7 separate regions of the Mus musculus genome follow, and all the other regions are linked to region 3. Evidence: chromatin contacts called from public Hi-C, HiChIP or PLAC-seq, capture Hi-C and promoter capture Hi-C data. All regions are on one chromosome and are shown on one strand. Each heading gives the region's core, a stretch centred on a gene start, on an enhancer-like site or on the middle of the called end of the contact. The rest is flanking DNA. Distances are from core to core; before and after follow the strand shown. Region 1 holds the start of Fbxo21 (F-box protein 21). Region 2 overlaps Vsig10 (V-set and immunoglobulin domain containing 10). Region 3 holds the start of Prkab1 (protein kinase, AMP-activated, beta 1 non-catalytic subunit). Region 4 holds the start of Svop (SV2 related protein). Region 5 overlaps Wsb2 (WD repeat and SOCS box-containing 2). Region 6 holds the start of Rfc5 (replication factor C (activator 1) 5). Region 7 holds the start of Vsig10 (V-set and immunoglobulin domain containing 10).

Region 1 (2,700 bases), core at 87-2,586, 2.0 Mb before region 3:
AAAAGCTATGGCAGGCACACACGAACGAGCGCGTGCGCGCACGAACACACATACACACACACACACACACACACACACACACACACAGAGCATGACCAAGCCTGATGCTTACGTGCTCTGAAAAGAACCGCTTGGAGAAGGAAGCTACAATCTTCCGGGCTTCTAACCCAGCTTTCTGCCGAACTTTATATTCCTCTAACCAATTGACGTAGTCGGTGGGGCTGTAGTGCTTCATCAGGGAGGGCCACCTATAAGGGGGGGGGGGGGAGAGAAAACACCCTTTCTCAGCTCCGCAGAGACTGCAAAAAACCACGGAGGAGTCTGCGGGCAAGGGGGGGGGGGTGGACTTGGCAGAGGCTCTAGTTGCAATAATCATAGCGTATGCAATGCATTCCCTCACTACTCAGATGCAGTGACCTTGGCGTGGCGACACGAAAGGCAGCGTTTCTACCACCAGTAGCCGCCGCCCCCCCTCCGCCCCCCAATCTCTGCGCTGGCCACAATCACAGTGATGCTAACGGTTCTCGTGGATGGCGCGCCTCCCTCAGCATCAGGCCCTGCAAACCCGGGCCTCATCTTATTTGATTCCCCATAATGGGAAAAAAAAAAAAAGGAGGGGGGGTCTCATCACCGACCAGGAGACCCAGGCTCTGGAGAAGGGAGGTGGACCGACATCACCCCCTCCACCCCCAAGGTCACGAGCTGGACTGGCAGGTCCGATGCCGGCATCCTAAGGAGCTAGCCAGGAATGCACGCACCGCTGCTTTGCCTGCACGTCAACATCCTGCAGCGGCCACAAAAGATGCGCCTCCTCCTGCAGCCGGGAGGCGCGTGAAGGCCGCAGCCCCCCGGGGCGGAGCGCTCCGGAGGCCCCGGCCTCGGGCGGCTGCCGCGACCCCATCGGAGCTCCGGAGGGGGCCCCCCGGGCTGCAGGCAGGCCTTTGTCTGCGGCCGCGGGAAGAGGGCGGCGCGCGGCCCGGAGGCCCGGAGGGTGGCGGGGTGGGGCCCCACGCGAGGCCCGGCGCCGAGGGGCTCTGCGGGTCCCGGGAACGGGATGCTCGCTCACCTCACCCGGAACTGCTCCTTCCACACCTGCCCGCTGCTCTGGCACACCTCGCGCAGGCGGCGGCAGGTGCTGGACACGCGGCCGATGTCCAGCGCCGTGAGCGAGCCGCTGCACAGGATGTACTCCAGCACCTCGCCCGGCAGCTGCACCAGGCAGCTGGGGCCCGTCGCCTCAGCCGCGGCCTCCTCGGCCAGCGCCGGCACCACCTCCATAGCGCTGTCCCCCGCTACCGACGCCATCTTGTCCGCGTACCTGAGGGGGCCGCTGTGCGGGCGGGCGCGCGCGCGATAGGAGCCTAAGAAGCCGTACCACGCCCTCAGGGGGAGTGGCTGGGAACGCCCCGCCCACGCCAGGGGGTCCCGCCCACTCCGCTTGGAGGACTGGGAAGAGCCAGAGGCGAGAGCTGGCTGCTGCTGCAGAGATAAATGGTCCTTTCGCGTCCTGATTCTCCCAGGGGCATTTTTAAAAATGATAGCTGGGTGCTCGTCTTCGGCAGCGCAGATACTAAAACTGGAACGATGCAGAGATTTGCATGGATGCTGCGCCTAGGATGACACGCAAATTCGGGGAGGCGGTGGCACCTTTGATCTCCGCATTTAGGAGGTGGAAGTAGGCAGATCTCAGAGTTCGAGGCTAGCCTCAGCTATAGAGCGAGTTCCATGACAGCCAGAGATACACAGAGAAACCCTGTCTCGAAAATAAATATATCGAGGTTGCCCGGGCAGTGGTGGCGCACGCCTTTAATCCCAGCACTTGGGAGGCAGAAGCAGGTGGGTTTCCAAGTTCGAGGCCAGCCTGGTCTACAGAGTGAGTTTCAGGACAGCCAGGGCTACACAGAGAAACCCTGTCTCGAAAAACAAAACAAAACAAAACAAAATTGCCCTTTGGCCTTCACCTTCTCGATGGGACATGAGTCCACATAGACAATAACTAAAAGTTAAAAATGACTATGGTGGCTTACTTCCTAATTCCCAGCTCTCAGGAGACCGAGGCACGCAGATCAAAAGTTGGGCTATCTATATTAAGATCCGATCTCAAAAGCAATTTGAGACAGAGTCTGATGTAGTCCACTCTGGTCTTGAATTATGTATTGGAGAAGGACCTTGAGTTTCTGGCCCCCCTGCCTTTACCTCCCATAGCTTGTATTAAAGGCATACACCACCAAGATGTACTTCAGAGGTGGTAGTGCGGGGGTGAAACCCAGGGCTTGGTGCCGGTTAGCCATGCACTTTACAGCCATGCCATAGTCCCAAAATTAAGCTGTTGAAAATGGCTATCTTATACCAAGCACTTCCTGGAAGTGATTTGGCCTTCTCCACGGGTGACTCACTCTCCACTGGGTACTGAGGCAAGCATACTATTTGTTTTTGGGGACCCCTATTTCTAGCTCTATGATGGTGTGGAGAATAGTAGTAACCCCTGAATCTATGTCCTGATTTGAAGCAGGTCGAAGTATCGTGGGGAGCTCTCCTCTGTGTGACTGGGCTCCTTCAAGCCGCTGATCCCTTTGACTCTGCCTCCCAAAATGCTGAGTGTGATTTTAGAGGTGTTCATGGTGTCTGCTTTTAATTGTCTTCCACTCAACAATCCTTCATGATTTGGGGGACATATATGCCCTCTCTGGCAATACAACA
Region 2 (2,700 bases), core at 147-2,646, 1.3 Mb before region 3:
TTGGAACGCCCCAAACACTTACCTGAATGTGCTCCCTCCTGAAAGAGAGAAAAGAAGAGAGGGGTAAGCACCAGACACACTGGTTCCGTTTCAAGAGTTTTCAATCCAACCGAGGAGGAAATAACTCAATAGCCTGAGGCCCTGAGATCAAAGTCAAATGCCTAAGAAGCCAGACATTGCTGTATGTACCTGGGACCCTATCATTAAGGGTGTGCGACCCATGGAGCCTAGGAGCTTGCTAGCCAGCCAGCCTAGCCAAAGGGGTGAGCATCCAGTACACACAGACCCTGTCTCAAGCCAGTACAGCAGTCAGAAAGGAAGACAAGGTCAGGCTCCGGCCTCTGCATGGACACACACGGGCACACACAACCACACGCTCCCGTGCACACAACACATACACATACAGAGCCAATAATAAAGGTATAGCTAAATATTAAAAAGAAAAATTAACACTGACAAAGCACGACCATCTAAGAAACATCCTAAGTGTCTCTTCCTTAAGTGCCCCGTTATCACCCACAGTGTGCAACGCAGCTTTATAAGATGAGGCACGCCCTTTTCCCTTTCTGCCACCGCCATGCCATGCAGACTGAGGAAGACCCGGAAACACCGGGGCCACGGGAGCCACGGCCACGGCCACATCGGTAAGCACCGCAAGCGGCCTCGGGAATGCTGGAGGCATGCGTCACCGCAGGGTCAACTTTGACAAATATCACCCAGGTTACTTTGGGAAAGTTGGTATGAGGCATTACCACCTGAAGAGGAACCAGAGTTTCTGCCCAACAGTCAACCTGGATAAACTGTGGACGTTGGTCAGCAAGCGGACGCGGGTCAATGCGGCAAAAAACAAGACTGGAGCCGCTCCCATCATTGATGTTGTGCGATCGGCTACTACAAAGTTCTGGGCAAGGGAAAGCTCCCTAAGCAACCTGTCATCGTGAAGGCCAAATTCTTCAGCAGAAGAGCTGAAGAGAAGATTGAGGGTGTTGGAGGTGCCTGTGTTCTGGTGGCTTAAAAGCCACGTTAATTAAATGCTAACGTTTTCCATGGGGGGGGGGGTGAAGATGGGGCATTTAGGTGGAAGCTGGGCACGGAGTTTTCTTCCCACCCACAGCTTTTTAAAGTTCTATTTGTTCATTTTAAAGCGTTCGGGCGTTTTGCCTGCAGGGATGTCTGTCTGTGCACAACATGCACGACCCGTGTTCAACGATACCAAAAGAGAGAGTCTGGGATGGCCTAGAACTGAAGTTACAGACTGTTGAGAACCGCCATGTGGGTGCCAGGAATCAAACGCTGATTCTCTGCGAGAGTAGCTAATGCTCTTTACTGTTTGGTCATCTCTCCAGCCCCGCCCATTACTGCTTCGTCATCTCTCCAGCCCCGCCCATTACTGCTCGGTCATCTTTCCAGCCCCGCCCACCGCTTGGTCATCTCTCCAGCCCCGCCCACTGCTTGGTCATCTCTCCAGCCCCGCCCACAGCCTTTTCTTAAGCACGGGAACTCAACGGGATCTTACCCTTCCACCAGAAAGCCGGGCTGTAATACAGAGTGAGGCCTGAAACAACGGCCAGTCCCAGCAGGAGGAGGCTCACCACAGTGCCCACGATGCCCCCGATGTTCAGCGGTTCTGTGAAGAGATCACGCCACAAACCTTTTCGATTGATCGTCCAAAACCTCTCCCCTCTTTTGGCCAAATCCACCTCTTGTCTCATCTTGGTTTCATGTCCACAGAACCCCTCCAAAAATCAAACTCAGGTAGATAGAATTTACAGAGTCAGACCAAGCATAGAACATCAAAGGACAATGCAGAGTTAGGGCACTCTATGGACCAGACCCTAGGTCCTTTCCAAGGCCCCAGTCAGAGTGGGCGTTAGTACCACAGTGAACATGGTGATCAATGGACCAGGACTGCAGGGCAGTGGACCATGCCACCAGACAGAAAACCAGGTAAAGTTGAGCGGATTCAGGAACCCCAGTGTGATGGTTTGAAAATACTTGGCCTAGGGAGTAGCACTATTTGGAGGTGTGGTCTTGTTGGAGTAGGTGTGTCACTGTGGGCATGGGCTTTAATGCCCTAGTCCTAACTGCCTGGAAGCCAGTATTCTGCTAGCATCCTTCAGATGAAAATGTAGAACTCTTAGCTCTGCCTGCACCATGCCTGCTTAGCTGCTGCCATGATCCTGCCTTGATAATGGACTGAACCTCTGAGCCTGTAAGCTAGCCCCAACTAAATGTTATCCTTATAAGAGTTGCCTTGGTCACAGTGTCTGTTCACAGCAGTAAAACCCTAATAAGGCACCTAGCAATTCTCATAATTGAAAACAGTAGGTGTTTAGAGCTATTCCTGGCCTGAAACACGTGACCACGACATCCCGCTGAGAGGACTGTGACAGTCACAAGGGGACAACACCTGAAGTCCTTCCTCATGCAGATGAGGCATCCTTAACATCCCAGGCTGAGTCAACAGAAAGCATCTGCCTTTAGACCCTAGCCATCCCCGAAATATTTATGAGATCCTACCCACAGAGGAATAACGTGCACAAGTTATTTCACCAAAGAGGGACTCAGGGTGCCTGTCATGTAGAGCTGTATCATTCCTGGGAAGAGTTTTCTCACCCAAGACTTTTGAAGCTGGACCTCGACTGGCTCAACCATCCCGGTATCTAAGCCTGACTGCAGCCACTTCCTGCTCGGTGGCCC
Region 3 (2,700 bases), core at 105-2,604:
TAGATGTTCACTGGGCAGGGTGGTACACACCATTAATCCCAACACTTGAGTGGGAGGAAGAGGAAGGTGGATCTCTATGAATTCAAGGCTAGCTTGGTCTACAAAGTAAGTTCCAGGACAGCCAGAGCTGTTACACACAGAAACCATGTCTCAAAAAACACACACAAAAACAGAATAACAAAAAAACCAAAACATATGTATGGGTAAATGTAAGACATGACCTAGAAAATCCAATGCAAAGCAAACAAACAAACCCCACAAGACAATGTTGTTGTTGTTTCTTTAAAGGCTGACTGTGAAGCTGAGATCGTTTTATTACAGCAGTCTGTACCTCTGCTGAAACACTAAGCCCTGATACATTTTACACATAATGTGGCCAATGTAGCCCCAAGGCTCTTGCAAAAAGACTTATCAATAGGCACTCAACTTGAAACAAACAACAGAACCCAACTGAGAACGTCAATTTCCCAGAAATCTTAGGTCTTTAAGTTTTCTCAAACACCTGGAAGATGGTCAGCATCCTCCATCCTTAGTCTACAGACAGAAATTACGATTTGGCCACTCTGGAGAGGCCTTCCTTTTGAAGGAGCCCTAGGTTGTCCTAATACATTCAATTGTGAGAGCCAGTGCATCTACGGGAGAGACTTAAACGTGAGGTTCTTTTGTTTTGTTTTGTTTTTTGTTTGGTTTTGGTTTTTTCGAGACAGGGTTTCTCTGTATAGCCCTGGCTGTCCTGGAACTCACTCTGTAGAACACGCTGGCCTCGAACTCAGAAATCCTCTGCCTCTGCCTCCCAAGTGCTGGGATTAAAGGCGTGCGCCACCAATGCCCGGCGCTTTCTCTTTTTTTCCCTTTTCTTCTTCTTGTTTGTTTTGTTTTGTTTTTACGATTATGTGTATGAATGCTCTGCCCTCCCGTATATGTGTGCACCGCCTTGGGCGCCGGGATCCCCTGGAACTTAAACTGCAAACAGTTGTGAGCCACCATGGAAGCGCCAGGACCCGAACCCGGGTACTCTGCAAGAGCAAGCGCTTGCTCCAAGCCGCCGTGGGTTTCGCGTTTCGTAATTCGAGTTACTGGAGAGTAACCAACTTGGAGTGAGGTGGTCGGCGCCATCCATGGCATTCTGGCATTCTCGCTCGCTCGCGCCTCCCGCTGGCCGCTACGAAGCTCGATCTGGTGGCAGCCCCGAACCACCCGCGACCGCTTCGCGCTGAGCAGCAGGGAAGAGGCGGAAACGGAACTGATGTCACCCTAACTCCGAGAGCGCTCCATCCCCAGTGACCACCCTTCCTTCCTTCCTTCGCTGGGCCCGGCCGGAAGCGGAAGTGGCTAAGGGGTGGAGGGGAGTTGCGGGAGGAGTGTCAGGTTACGCTCCGGCTCTGTTCGGAGTTCCAGTCGCGGTCGCCCGAGCCAGGTAAAGCGGAGCTCGGCGGGCGAGCGAGCGCGCGATCCGAGAGGGCGTGACTCGCGATCCCCGGGGGTCCGACCCGGCCTTTCCGGCTTCCTTGTGTCCCTGCAGATTCCCAGCCATGGGCAACACGAGCAGCGAGCGCGCCGCGCTGGAGCGGCAGGCGGGCCACAAGACGCCGCGGAGGGACAGCTCCGGGGGCGCCAAGGATGGGGACAGGCCCAAGATCCTCATGGACAGCCCTGAAGACGCCGACATCTTCCACTCCGAAGAGATCAAGGTGCTGAGTGGAGGGGCGTCGGAGCCCTCTTGACTCACGGGGAGGGTCCCCCTTTGCTGTAGTTCCCGCCACATTCCCAGCGTCACACCTTGGGGGGGGGCGGGGGAGGTGGCTCTGTCATAGCCCTCTTTGCCGTTCTGGGACTTGTGCCTAATTACCGATGGGAGGAGAGTCACCCTGGGCTTGGTTGAACATCATTAAGGAGAAAGCAGCTCAGGGACCGCGTTTGAGATCCTTAATTAATTAAGAGTCGAGCTAAACTGTAATTGAGCACCCGTGTCGACTTTTCTCTTCGGTGTAATTGATTGCGCGGCTTGGAGACACTTCAGGCCGACCGGCTTTTGCAAAAGTTGGGTTGGGAGTTCTAGTGTTCTTTTTGGCGGTAAAACGGGAGCACATACGTTAAGCTGGAAATGAAGTTGACTAGCTGACTGCCAGAGGTGTTTGGTTCTGACAGTTTCAGTCCACCCTGCTCACTTTATTTTAGATCCGGCAATTCCACTGGAGGAGGTCAGTGACCGAGAGTCACTCTGAACGCCAGCCAGCAGCTAATTACCCCCACTTCTCTCCCACGTTACTGAAATAATGCCTTGGACTTTAAGCAGACCAGAGCAAACAGATTTTTGCAGGCCAAGCTGAAAGTTCCTGCCTGAGCCACATTCTCTTAAAACCACAGTGAGGTGGCCAGTGCTTCCGGCTACAGGGCCCCAGTCCAAGGGCATTTGGTGATTCTAGGAGGAAAGAAGCTAATTGCTCAGAATAAACTACATTCAGGAACGTTGGCGCTCACCAGCCTGGTCTCTGTTACTTGCCGGGTTGCCAACTAATCCCCATTACTTAAACAGGCTAATTGCCTGGCCAGCTCACTCCGCTTTCACTCCCCCACCCCCACCCCCTAACTGGGCTACATAACCCACATTACTATTCTCCAGATCTTAATTTTGGGTCTGACTTTAAAAGAGCCTGCTTTTGCCAGGGAGTGGTGGCACAGCACTTTGATCCCAGCACT
Region 4 (2,700 bases), core at 36-2,535, 1.9 Mb after region 3:
CATACTATAAATATAAAGGTGGTGGGGGCTGGAGAGATGGCTCAGCAGCTAAGAACACTTGCTGCTCTTCCAGACGGCCTGTATCAGGGGCCTGAAACTCAAAGACTAGGGAATCAAATACCCTCTCCTGGCTTCTAGAGGTACCCTACTCCCCCAACAGGCATGAACATATATACGTACACACACATACACAGAACTTATAAAACATTAGGAAAGAACGTTCCTCTCTTCCTTCTGTCCCTGTGATCCTCCATCCAGTCATGGCTCTTGTCCATGGGAAGCATGGAAGTCACCATCTTGGAAGGTGAATATTTTTCTCCTTTCTCCACTTATTCACACCAGAGCCTGGAGTTCTCTAGGCTTCTGAGGAGCTATTTAAATGTACAGACAGCAGACCCACACCCAGGGGGCTTCATGGTCTTGGATGGAGTCAACTGATTATGCACAACTCTCTCTCTCTCTCTCTCTCTCTCTCTCTCTCTCTCTCTCTCTCTCTCTCCCAACAGCATCTCACCTCGTAGCCCTATCTGGCCCGGATCCCACAGAGATTCACCTGCCTCTGTCTCCAACTGCTGGGGATCCAAGTTGTGTACCACCATGCCTGGCTTGTTTAACTTTTGAGATGTGGTTTGATATGTGCCCCATCTGTCCCCAAGCTTTCTGGTAACCCAGGCAGCCTTTGAACTCACGATCCTCCTGCTTCGCCCTTCCTGTGCCACCACACCCAGGCATGATGGATGTTCACCCAGCATGCTCTTATGTGTCAGGCACATGCCTCTGGGCACTTGAGATGCATTTGAGAAAATTCAAGGAGCTCAAGGGAGGGTGGAGAATCTTCATTCAAAGGGAAGGGCATCAAGGCAGGGACTCTGCTGTTTACTTCTGAATCACAGGCCGCAAAGATCACAACGCTGGCTGAGTAACTGAGTTACCCTTCCGCCTTCTAGCCTTCAGTACCCAACAGGATCCTTTTCTGGGCCCTCAGCTCTGTGATAACAATCTTTTCAAACTGTTCTGCCATCAGCGTGCTACAGTGCCTGGTGGCACCTAATAGGTGCAGTGTAATACGTGGAGTACATTTCCAGAAATCTATACTCCGTTCTAGAGCTTAAGCTTCCGGGACATCAAACGGACATTAATCAATTCGTACAAATACTCAGGGAGGGAGGCTTCTTCTGGACGGTCGGGGTGTCCCGCAGACACCCCAATCAGAGGACCGTGGGCTCCTGGGAGCAGCAGGGCTCGCCCCGCCCCCTCCACCGCGCAGCCCTCCCCTCGTCCTCCGCCCACTCCTGTCGGTCTCCCGGCGGTGGCAGCGGCTGGCTTTGTCTCCCGGGCAGGGCTCCCTCCCCCAGCAGCTAGCTGCCCAGCGAGGAAGCGGTAGAGCTGTCCAGCATCCCGGTGCTGAAAGCCGGAGCACCGGCCCTTGCTCCACCATGTAAGGGTCATGCCCAGGCTCGCCCTGGCGCACCGCGGACATGGAGGAGGATCTGTTCCAGCTCAGGCAGTTGCCGTGAGTACCGCGGGGGGCGAAGGGAGGCTGGCAGGGCGCCCTTTAGAAGAGCAAAGCCTGCAGGGGTGCATCCCCGCACGGCCTCTTGGATTGGAAAATGCTGTTACAGACGGAAGAATTGGGCCTGGAGGAGACAAGCCATTTTCTCAGCCCAGCTTCTGTTTCTCATTCATTTCCCTACCCCCCCCCCCCCAAGATCTGTCAGGACCTTGTGGGAATCCTTAGTTTCTGTGTTTTCCCTTGGAAATCGCTCTCAACCCCGAAGGGGGTTTGAGGTCTAGGCTGTGAGAATGCATTGGATGCTGTTTGGAAATGTGGGCTGAATTGACAAGGGCTGACATCTGTCCCTTTCCAGCCTTTCTCCTATACTATGCAATTCCTGATTTTTCCCCCCTACAAGGTCTTTCGGAAAGGAACGGTGTGAGGTTGCAAACTGCTTTCTAAACAGCACGTATGCTTTCCTAGAGGAGAGGCTGTTTGTGTAGCACGTGAATGAGACGGCTTGTGAGTCCTGGCTTGAGACTCTTGTCTTCTGAATGAAAGGTTGGGGGGGGGGTAGCTAGCTGGAGTATGCTTTGGCTTGGACACACCAGGAATGCATTCCTTTGAGGTTGGAAAATTTCTGGGGATACCTACTTCACTGAGAATCTTGTGGGAACCACAGAGAGGCAGTGGAAAAGACAGAGAGGCCTTCAGAGGTATTTACAGATAGCTTTCCTGCCACAGCAATGGTGTTTTGTTAAAGCAAATTCCAGGATTCCCGTTTTAATTTTTAACTGGCAGGTGGAAGTCAATTCTGCTTGGGTCTGTTGAGAAGGACTGGGTATTGTTAGCATGTGTAACTTTAAAAATGGTGTGCCCCCCCAAACCTCAAGCCACGGAGGAACCCTCTCAAGTGACTTTTAGTGTGACTGGTCTGGCTCTCTGAGACTCTTGAGTGTTTGTGGGGGTTGCCATATTTACTTCTCAATTCGGTCAAATTATTTTTCATTACACAGCTTTCAGGAATTAAAATTGTACTTTTACGCTTCTGTTAATAGATCCATAAATACCCCCCAACTAATGACAGCTTCATTTCACGATGCTAAAGGGTACCCGCTTCTAATACCCCAAAGCAAAAAATATAACTCTCAGAACAGACAGCCCTCCTCAAGGAAATCATGCCACGCTCCCTGAGCTCAAACACT
Region 5 (2,700 bases), core at 175-2,674, 1.3 Mb before region 3:
GTCTATCTACCAAGTTCCAGGACAATGAGGGCCACACCGAGAAACCCTGTCTCGGAAAACCAAATGCGTAACTATTCTGGGCTGTAGCTCAGTTACAGAGTACCTTTATCACTCAGGCAAGGTCCAAGGTTGGGTCACCTGTCGTACCAATACAAGAATAAACAAGCAGACAAGGTCAGATACCCCTAGCAAGAATATGATGGTGGCAGTACCAATAACTTATGAAATGCAAGACACAACAGGAGATCCAGAAATAAATACGCATAGCTTTAAATAAATATGAAAGTTTAAATAAACATGCAAACTATGCAGCCTGGGGCCATAGCTGTGTGACAGGGCACTTACACAGAGGCCTGGTCCAAGGTCCAGCACAGGACAGAATACCTCACTGTCCAACCAGACTTTAACCACAGTAAACAAGTCACTAGGAACAGCTGTGTACTCGCTTCTGAGACAGTCCCATGGGTCATGTCACATACTGCTCTACTGTACATGCCTCTCTCGTGTAATACGGCACCTATAATACATGCACACAGCAGCCGTGATCGCACGCAGCGGTGTGGCTTCTTTTTCTGTTTGTACTGTTTTCAGTAGGGATGGAACCCAGAGACTCACACGCTCAGGAAGGAGGCCCTCACGCTGAGCTAAGCTGCAGCCTATCCCAGGGCCTGGCTCAGTGGCTCGGGCTACTCCCTGCCTCAGCCTCACCAGCAGCTGTAGTGACAGGGGCACTGCCATGCCTAGATGCTTTGAAAACAAGTCATCTGCTTGCACTACACCAGACTATCATTCTTCAATACCCGCGCTACCTCCCCAGACCAGTGATTTCCCATTTAACACACTAGTGAATACATTTCTTGTTTTGGTGAATGACACAGAAAAAAACCCTAACATTCCAACAGCCCTTCCCAGTTTTACTGATTATAAAGAGAAGGCTGTACTTGCCTGCAATGATGTAGGTAATTGAGAGTAAGAGTACTCTAGAGGAAAATAACAACAACAACAACAAAAAGACTTTTCAGACAATAAGCCAAACCTAGACTCAAACCCAGATACAAAGAATCTCTGGCTCTAGTTAGGAAATGTACCACATCCATAGTGAGTGACGCTGCCCTTCCCTTCCTGTTATAGAAGAACCTCACCCAACTCACTTGTCAGGGTGAAGCCACTCAGGAGGCAGCCCACCACCAGTCACCTCAGAGCCCCCACCCCCACTTTGGACAGTCCAAGGATTCGAGGGAGTTAGGTTCCAGGAAATAGGGACTGTGTAACTCATACCTTCCTCCCCAGCAGTGTGGGGCTGTCCCAGGACAAGCAGGACTCTTGGTGGCATTACCAGTATCAAGGCAACAGCTCCCCACGAACTGTACCTAAGCATCACGGAGGAGAGATGCCAGGAGCCTCCAGAACAAGTCTGATGTACTTCTGTGTTCTCTGCCTCTGTTCAGTGCCAACTGAAGACAATGTACAATGACTACATGCAGACAGGCTCAATCAATCGATCAATCCAGACTCAACTGAATAAATAAATAACTCAGAACAGAAGGAAGACACATCAACCAGGAGAAACACTGGCACCACAGCAAACTACAAACTAGGTTAGAAAACCAAGGGGAAAAAAAACAAACAGAAAGGAAACAAAGACCCAGTTAGAAAATGGCCAGAGATCGGAGGAGGAGGAAGAATTCCCTGAAGGAAGGACTCAGAGATCCATTAGCACAGGAAAAGGCTCCGAAGGTAGCAGGAAGGAAATGCAAATCAGACTCCACCTCACACCAGGAGAGCCAGGCAGGAACACAGTGACCACCAGTGTCCAGTGTCTCAAGGAAGCCTCCAATTTCAAATCTGAAGAACTAGGTCACAGAGAACTGTACCACCACTGTGACAAACAGCCTCCACTCCCTCAGTCCAACACTGGACGCACACGCCTCCGCAGATGTGTCCAAAAACATTCAGAGCAGAGAAAATAAAATAAAAAAACCTGTCAATTGAGTCTGGCATCTCACACCAGTACAATGTCACTGCGCAGGAAACAGAAGTGAACGGTGGTGAGCGCACGCACACGTGTACACACGTGCACACACACACACACACACACACACACACACACACACACACACACACACACACACACACACACAGAGCCAGGCACTATTTGTAGCTGTGTTGAGAGAGTCCCATGCAGAAACATCCAAGTAAAAAGCCCTTGACAGGTGAGCCCACAGTGAGGGCACAAAACACAGTAGTTGCCAGGTCAAAGCCATGGAGGACAATGGAGACAGGTGTCTCTCTGAGGAAGTGACAGTGCTCGAGAACGGATTCTGGTAGCAGGTGCACAGCTCTGTAGATTTTCTTTGAGGTGGAGTTACACCTAGTGCAGGCTCTCCTCCACCTGGTGGTCCTCTTGCCTCCAGCTCCCTAGTACTGATTACAGGATCACCGAGCACAGCTAGTGCTATATATTTCACGTGGACAACCTGTATGGGGTATCACTTCTAGCTCAATAAAGCTGTTCAAAGATTCAGGCCAACACACTCTCTACAGACCCGGTTCCCTGTGTCCAGACTGTGGGGTGCTCGGTCCTCACGAGCAAGCCCTCAGCTGTTCAGACTTTGCCCACCTAATCTTGGAAAAGACTCCCAAAGAGTAGGGAGCAGCCTGGGAAAGTGCCCAGCTCCCTGCCACGGGCCTCCTACGTTC
Region 6 (2,700 bases), core at 37-2,536, 1.4 Mb before region 3:
AAGTGGACACAGCTGAACTCCCCCAGATGGCAGCTGCTTGACTCCAAAGGTAGTTAAGTACACCACCAGGCTGGCCATGAGCTGGATATGCAGTCAAGGATGATCTTGCGATTCAAACGGCCAAGCTTGACAGCTAAGTTCGATTCCCAGGACGTCTGCATAAGAAAGAAGACCAACTCTTGAAAATTGATGCACATGGCCTCCACATGTGCAGCGAGGCACACACAAATTAATTAAAGTTAGTTTTCTTTCGAGTTTTTAAGACAGGGTCTCACTATGTAGCCCTAGCTGTCCTAGAGGCCACTCTGTAGACCTTGAACTCACAGAGATCCATCTGCTTCTGCCTCCCAAGTACTCGAATTAAAGGCATACCTGGCTCAAAGTAAAAGCTAAAGATGAAAATAAAATTGGTCACCAGGCAAACGGTGAAGCTCACATTTAATTAATCCCTGCACTTGGGAGGTAGAGGCAGGTGGATCTCTGGGTTTGAGGCTAACCTGGCCTACAGAGTGAGCTTCAGGATAGCCAAAGATACAGAGAGAAACCCTGTCTCAAAACTAATCAAATAAATAAATAAACAAACAAACAAATAAATAAATAAAATTGGTCTGTAATCCTCTTACTGTAGGAGAAAATGCATTTGTGTGTATAAAACACAAATGTTTGTATGTATTTATATGAATATATGTATGCATGTATGTGTATATATGTAACTGTATTTATGTGTATATATGATTGAATGTGTATGTTCTGTGTGTATATATATGTGTGTGATATACATGTATATGTGAGTATATATGTATGCATGTATGTATGTATGTATGCGTATTAACTGTGTATTTGTGTATACTTGTGTGTATGTATCTGTATGTGTATGTGAGTGCAGGCGTATATCTGTTTATATGTATGTGAATGGGGATGTATGTATATGTATATTTGTAACTGTGTGCATACCTGTATATGTACGTGTGTCTCTGTGTGTGTGTTGCTGGTTATGGAACCGAGGTTGCACTGACCACACACCTTGCTGCTCCTTGCGGCTTGCCCCTGCACTGACAGGATCGGGCCCTGGTGAGGCCCGCGGTGGCTCTGGCTTCAGCGCGCGGTCACCCTGGACCTCGTGCGAGGAGGCTGAGACAGCCGACTCAGGCGGTAACTCCGCTGCAGGCCGGCGCCTAGGGTTACCTAGCAACCAGCACCTTAGCAACGGGGAGGAGGCGGGCCGGGGGACGGAAGCCGGAAGCCGGAGGCGAAGCCTCGCGAGGGTTGGTTTGCGCGCGGACTCCGAGTGCGGCGGGTCAGTGGCAGGGACCCGCAGCATCTGTCAGTCATGACGGCGGCCGCGCCTTCGCAGCAGCGGCCCGCGGCGGCCCGGGCCCGGAACCTGCCCTGGTAGGAGCGGCCCCACATCCCGCTTCCCGCTCTTCCTCCTAGGAGCTTTGCAGATCCTTCCCCGCTCCCGGCCTTGGCGCCGCAGCCGCTCCTCCGCTTCCATACCTGAACGGGCTCTGAGCTCAGCTTAGCCATCCTCGGGGTCCTCGAGCATCGCCTCTGCGCTCCGATGACCCTAATAAATTGATCCTGGGTTTCTTTAGAAAGGTTCCGAGGACGGAGGAGTGGGTAGGCTTGGTTGGATTCGAACTCGTGTCCGAATTCAGCGCTTGCACTCTATCCCCTCTTTATTTGCGGGGGAGGGACCGTAGCAGCGCACCCTGGTGGAGGTCAGAGGACAACTTGCAGGGACCTGATCTTCCACCCAGGGCCCCAGCGCCTGCATTCTGAATGGCCCTACAGCACCTTAGCGGTGTTTTAAATGAAGCAAGCCTAGCCATGCTTTCATTTTCTTTTCTTCTGGTCTATCCTGAGGAGGAAGACTTGTCTCAGGCCACACGGTATTTAAATTCTCAGGACTGGAGTCACAGACCGTGTGGCCTTTTGAGTCTGGCTTCTCGAACTCAAGGGTTTTCTGTTCTGTAGCATGGTTCAGCACTCGATTCCCTCTTGAAAGCCACATCATAAGTGGATTGCCCGTTCTCTTGCTTATAGGTATTTGAGTATGAGTTCCGTTTGCGCAGTCTCAGCGCTGTTGGTGAGGGGCAAGGGGGAGCTGTCCTGCCCACTGGAGGATGTTAGCAACCTCCTGACTCCTACTCAACAGATGCTGCTAACACCCATTGCACAGTTAATACAGATAACTGGCCTGACCGATGTCCCCTGGGGGGACAGAACAACTCCTGGTTGTGAGAGCCAGTGCTCTGTTCAGACGCGAAGGGTTTCTCTTCCTCTGCTGCTTAGGATGTGAAGGGGCTTCTTTGCATGTAACAGAACATGGCTTGAGTATATAGATTGTAACTTAACGGTGAATCCTATTTCAGGGTTGAGAAGTACCGGCCACAGACCCTGGCCGATCTCATTTCTCACCAGGACATTCTGAGTACCAGTAAGTATCTGTCTGTTGCTGCTGTCCTTGTGGAGGGTTGGGTCCATTTCGTGATGACGATGTCTCTGCTGGGTGACCCTTAGAGGATGCTCTGAGCCTTTATAGAACCGGCCATGTGTCGCCTTCTCCATAGTGTACCAAACTGTCTCAAGATCTGTTTGGTTTTACTGTTTAGGTGTTTTGTTTACACATGAAAGTGTGTGCACCTTGTGTGCCTGGCTCCTCCAGAGGCCAGAAGAGGACCCTGGATCCTGTAGGCA
Region 7 (2,700 bases), core at 4-2,503, 1.3 Mb before region 3:
AATCCATGGCCCAAAAAGACCGGGGGGATAACACAGCAAGAAAAAAGTGGAACAAATTTGGGGTCACATGTCCCACATAACACAGGCCACGGCCCAGTCTCTAGTGGGACAGCCTGTGTTGTCAAACTTTCAAATGTTTTCCTCCCACATAGTCAAGCAAACCTAGGTTACGGGAAATGGTACTGATTTTTACACGTAAACAAGTTATAAAAGCAAAATAGCTAAGTGAATTCGAAGCGCATAATAGTTAAGAACTATTGCCCCTTGCTGCCAGGGAGCTCAGAGATGACTGAAAAGCTTACTTCCTAAACGTACAAGGCTAGCAGGTGGGTGGGGTGGGTTTGGAAATTACCCACACCTCCTGGGTTTGTTTTCCCCCACCCCAACCCCATATCGAAATGTTCCTACACTGTAGGAATTCGCGAGCGAGTTAAACTCAAACATCCTTTTCTAATCTATATGTTTTGCTAAGCACACTCCCCCCCCCGCACGCGCGCGCGCGCGCCTCTTCCCACCCCCCAACCCAAACCCCCTCGCGCGGTACTTTTCTGCAACAACGCTAGGTAGATGAGCTACAATAAGACCATTCGCCACCTATATCTCGTAGCGGGGGGGGGCGGGGGTGGGGGGGGTAATCTTTGGTCAAGTCTGAAATGACTTCAAAAGAAAAAGTAAGAGGAGAAGAGAAAAGGAATGGAAGAGGAAAAAGGCGCGGCTTGGAACGCACGGGTCGGCTCAGGTAAACTCACTCCGGGAGGGCGTAAGGAAGCAACTCCGTAATTTACAGGTGTAAGGCCGGGTCAATCTGGGAAGCGGGGAGACAGTGAGATGGACACAAATGGAAGCTTACAGCGAGGTGCGCCGATGCGGCGGGCAAAGCCAGAACACGGAGTTAACAACGAAAAGGGAAGGGGTGGGGGATCGCTTTCCCCTCCACGTGCCCCTCGGTGGGTCCTGCCGCACGTTTATTGCGGGGGCTTTAGGGTCCCCGGGTTGGGGGTGGCAAGTCCCTTACCTGCGGAGCCCTGGCGGGCCAGCAGCGCCCCGAGGCACAGCAGGACGCGGAGTCCGGCCATGGCTCCAGAGATCTACTCCTGGGAAAGCGCGCAGCTCGGGGTGCACGGGGCTCCTAGGACTCCCCGGCCAGCGGCGAGGGGCTCCCCGGCTAGGATGCTCCCGCCGAACCCCGACGATCGCCTCTGGGGCACGCGCCCCGCCCCTGCGCCCAGCCCGCCCGACTGGCGGAAAACAACAGCCGCTGGCCCCCTCCCGCCTCTCCGGCAACTTCCTCCACCTTGACCGGGAGGAGGGCCTTGTGCGACGATCTCAGTCCCGCGGGGCCTGGGAGGTAGCGGCCGTGAGCGCTGGCCCGCCGCTGCGGGACGCACTCCCCGGCCTTGCACTGAGCGCGGGCTGCCGGGCACCCGGCTACGTCCCAGCCCTGCGGCTCTATCGCGCTTGTCATCTGGGTTCTCCGGTGCAGGGGCGGGCCACAGCGCCGCCATCGCTCAGAGCCCAGGGAAAGATGATCCCGCGACCGTCCGGCCAAAAGCAACCACGAGACTCGGGTTCTCGAATGAACTTGGGTCGAGACCACACGAGAAGAGCGAGTTTCGTTTTCAGGTGCTCCCACAGCAGACCCTCTTGGTCTCCCCAACCCCCATCCTGGCAGAGCCCCGGAGCGCCACATTTCCGGGCTCAGCTTTCTGGCATCCCGATTCTGTGTCCTGGTGGACACCGCCACAGCTGGGCCCTCGGGAGGATCTGCCCTTGAAAGGGCTCAGAGAGAAAACTTCGTGTTCAAAACAAGGATGTAGTCATCGCTGTGGAATCTTCACTGTGGGCTCTGGGAGGTGGGCGTCCCTCGGCTCAAGTTCTCCGAGTCTTTTTGTGAGTTTATAAAATATTGGGACGGCTAAGGATGACATTCAGGGGTATAGCGCCTGAGCCCAGCCCTGGATTCTATCTCCAGCACCGCCAAACCAAAGTAAAATATGGAGAAAAGGCTAAAATGGAAATTGGAAAAAAAAAAAAAAAAAAAAAAAGAAATCACAGAAAACCTCACTGTCCTAAGGTAAGGTTTCCTAGAGAGAACTGCCTTGATTCCATAAACACGAGGGAGTTTATTCGGATCGAGCCCTGCCTCCTTAGGGCCACGCACCTAGTTGTCACCTAGGCTATATTAAATAAATGAATGTGCATGGTAGTTTGACACAGCATTTGACTCAGTCTTCTACCTTTGAGGCAGTCCTCCTGCCTCAACTTTCCACATGCTGGGATCAGAGGTACAACCATGCCACTCTGGCTATCTTAAGTTAGTTGGTTTTGATGATACTTGAGCGCTCCAGACCAACTTTCTAGTCCTAAGTCAACAAGCTGATCGTAGAAAGCATCGTGGCTAAGACTCTGGAATGTTCTGGAACCTTGATGGTGCACAGAGAGGGAAATTTCATGGAGCAGGCCCAGGGCACTTGCTGAGTTAACCACAGAGTTCCTGCAACCCTTAGACCAGAGACACCATTCAGTCCCTTTTTACTCAGCTGGAGTTGCCAAGATGAGTTTGTTATAGGGAAAACCAGGACTAGATTCTGCTTAATCCAACCCCAGGTCCACATCTGTGACCATATTCCAATGTTGTCACATTTTCCAGGACCACTAAGGCCAAGGGGACATAGGTCTGTACGTTTGAGCATCACACAG

What was found. Promoter capture Hi-C pulls out the DNA fragments that hold promoters and counts their contacts. Hi-C and Micro-C count contacts between places; a contact is called where the count stands out from the background. HiChIP or PLAC-seq counts read pairs in DNA pulled down with a chosen protein or histone mark. Capture Hi-C pulls out chosen DNA fragments and counts their contacts.
Region 1: a contact with region 3 is called in an H3K4me3 HiChIP or PLAC-seq map of pro-B cells, with 17 times the contacts expected there. The contact joins the promoter of Fbxo21 here to the promoter of Prkab1 in region 3. A contact is called at or near these places in 2 of 39 promoter capture datasets (both in liver) and 4 of 115 datasets of contacts at active chromatin or transcription factors (astrocytes, embryonic forebrain, large pre-B cells and 1 more).
Region 2: an H3K27ac HiChIP or PLAC-seq map of differentiating embryonic stem cells shows a contact between it and region 3, with 5 times the contacts expected there. The contact joins the enhancer-like site here to the promoter of Prkab1 in region 3. A contact is called at or near these places in 2 of 39 promoter capture datasets (hippocampal neurons and liver), 1 of 484 Hi-C or Micro-C datasets (liver) and 12 of 115 datasets of contacts at active chromatin or transcription factors (the 230-238 cell line, T-cell acute lymphoblastic leukemia, astrocytes and 8 more).
Region 4: a contact with region 3 is called in a promoter capture Hi-C map of liver, with 2.7 times the contacts expected there. The contact joins the promoter of Svop here to the promoter of Prkab1 in region 3. A contact is called at or near these places in 2 of 39 promoter capture datasets (liver and pre-B cells).
Region 5: a contact with region 3 is called in a Hi-C map of the AML12 cell line, with 2.7 times the contacts expected there. The contact joins the enhancer-like site here to the promoter of Prkab1 in region 3. A contact is called at or near these places in 2 of 39 promoter capture datasets (hippocampal neurons and liver), 1 of 15 datasets of contacts at CTCF or cohesin (large pre-B cells), 4 of 484 Hi-C or Micro-C datasets (the AML12 cell line, the G1E-ER4 cell line, bone marrow-derived macrophages and 1 more) and 7 of 115 datasets of contacts at active chromatin or transcription factors (the 230-238 cell line, astrocytes, embryonic forebrain and 3 more).
Region 6: a contact with region 3 is called in a Hi-C map of CD8 T cells, with 5 times the contacts expected there. The contact joins the promoter of Rfc5 here to the promoter of Prkab1 in region 3. A contact is called at or near these places in 7 of 39 promoter capture datasets (the 3T3-L1 cell line, the C10 cell line, hippocampal neurons and 3 more), 1 of 15 datasets of contacts at CTCF or cohesin (large pre-B cells), 7 of 484 Hi-C or Micro-C datasets (CD4 T cells, CD8 T cells, the G1E-ER4 cell line and 2 more), 9 of 115 datasets of contacts at active chromatin or transcription factors (the 230-238 cell line, the SCID.adh cell line, embryonic forebrain and 5 more) and 1 of 9 other capture datasets (adipose tissue).
Region 7: a contact with region 3 is called in a capture Hi-C map of embryonic stem cells, with 4 times the contacts expected there. The contact joins the promoter of Vsig10 here to the promoter of Prkab1 in region 3. A contact is called at or near these places in 4 of 39 promoter capture datasets (the C10 cell line, hippocampal neurons and liver), 2 of 15 datasets of contacts at CTCF or cohesin (large pre-B cells and pro-B cells), 3 of 484 Hi-C or Micro-C datasets (the G1E-ER4 cell line and adipose-derived mesenchymal stem cells), 9 of 115 datasets of contacts at active chromatin or transcription factors (T-cell acute lymphoblastic leukemia, astrocytes, embryonic forebrain and 5 more) and 3 of 9 other capture datasets (adipose tissue, embryonic stem cells and liver).

What each region holds. Positions count from the first base shown.
Region 1 is chr5:117,975,406-117,978,105 of GRCm38.p6, reverse strand. It overlaps Fbxo21 (F-box protein 21), which reads right to left and starts at 1,336. Exons shown (of 12, transcript NM_001346588.1): 1 at 1,067-1,336; 2 at 113-248. The coding sequence starts at 1,305.
Region 2 is chr5:117,347,222-117,349,921 of GRCm38.p6, reverse strand. Vsig10 (V-set and immunoglobulin domain containing 10) reads right to left here. Exons shown (of 10, transcript NM_001033311.3): 7 at 1,517-1,627; 8 at 23-38. It also overlaps the pseudogene Gm15727. Among named protein-coding and RNA genes, the nearest start is that of Gm42012, 8.3 kb to the left of the region's middle. Within about 2 kb of position 1,396, at least 65 of the 459 cell types and tissues checked have an H3K27ac peak or open chromatin away from gene starts, as enhancers often do. A contact at or near this core is called in differentiating embryonic stem cells, where this site is marked.
Region 3 is chr5:116,023,082-116,025,781 of GRCm38.p6, reverse strand. Prkab1 (protein kinase, AMP-activated, beta 1 non-catalytic subunit) reads left to right here and starts at 1,354. Exons shown (of 7, transcript NM_031869.2): 1 at 1,354-1,691. The coding sequence starts at 1,533.
Region 4 is chr5:114,089,965-114,092,664 of GRCm38.p6, reverse strand. It overlaps Svop (SV2 related protein), which reads left to right and starts at 1,285. Exons shown (of 16, transcript NM_026805.1): 1 at 1,285-1,513. The coding sequence starts at 1,479.
Region 5 is chr5:117,363,780-117,366,479 of GRCm38.p6, reverse strand. The region is part of intron 2 of Wsb2 (WD repeat and SOCS box-containing 2); the gene reads right to left. Among named protein-coding and RNA genes, the nearest start is that of Wsb2, 7.8 kb to the right of the region's middle. Within about 2 kb of position 1,424, at least 40 of the 459 cell types and tissues checked have an H3K27ac peak or open chromatin away from gene starts, as enhancers often do. A contact at or near this core is called in the AML12 cell line and liver, where this site is marked.
Region 6 is chr5:117,387,609-117,390,308 of GRCm38.p6, reverse strand. It overlaps Rfc5 (replication factor C (activator 1) 5), which reads left to right and starts at 1,286. Exons shown (of 11, transcript NM_028128.1): 1 at 1,286-1,392; 2 at 2,376-2,440. The coding sequence starts at 1,331. It overlaps Gm15728 (predicted gene 15728), which reads right to left and starts at 1,187. Exons shown (of 2, transcript NR_166496.1): 1 at 1,024-1,187; 2 at 1-155.
Region 7 is chr5:117,317,819-117,320,518 of GRCm38.p6, reverse strand. It overlaps Vsig10 (V-set and immunoglobulin domain containing 10), which reads right to left and starts at 1,253. Exons shown (of 10, transcript NM_001033311.3): 1 at 1,016-1,253. The coding sequence starts at 1,076.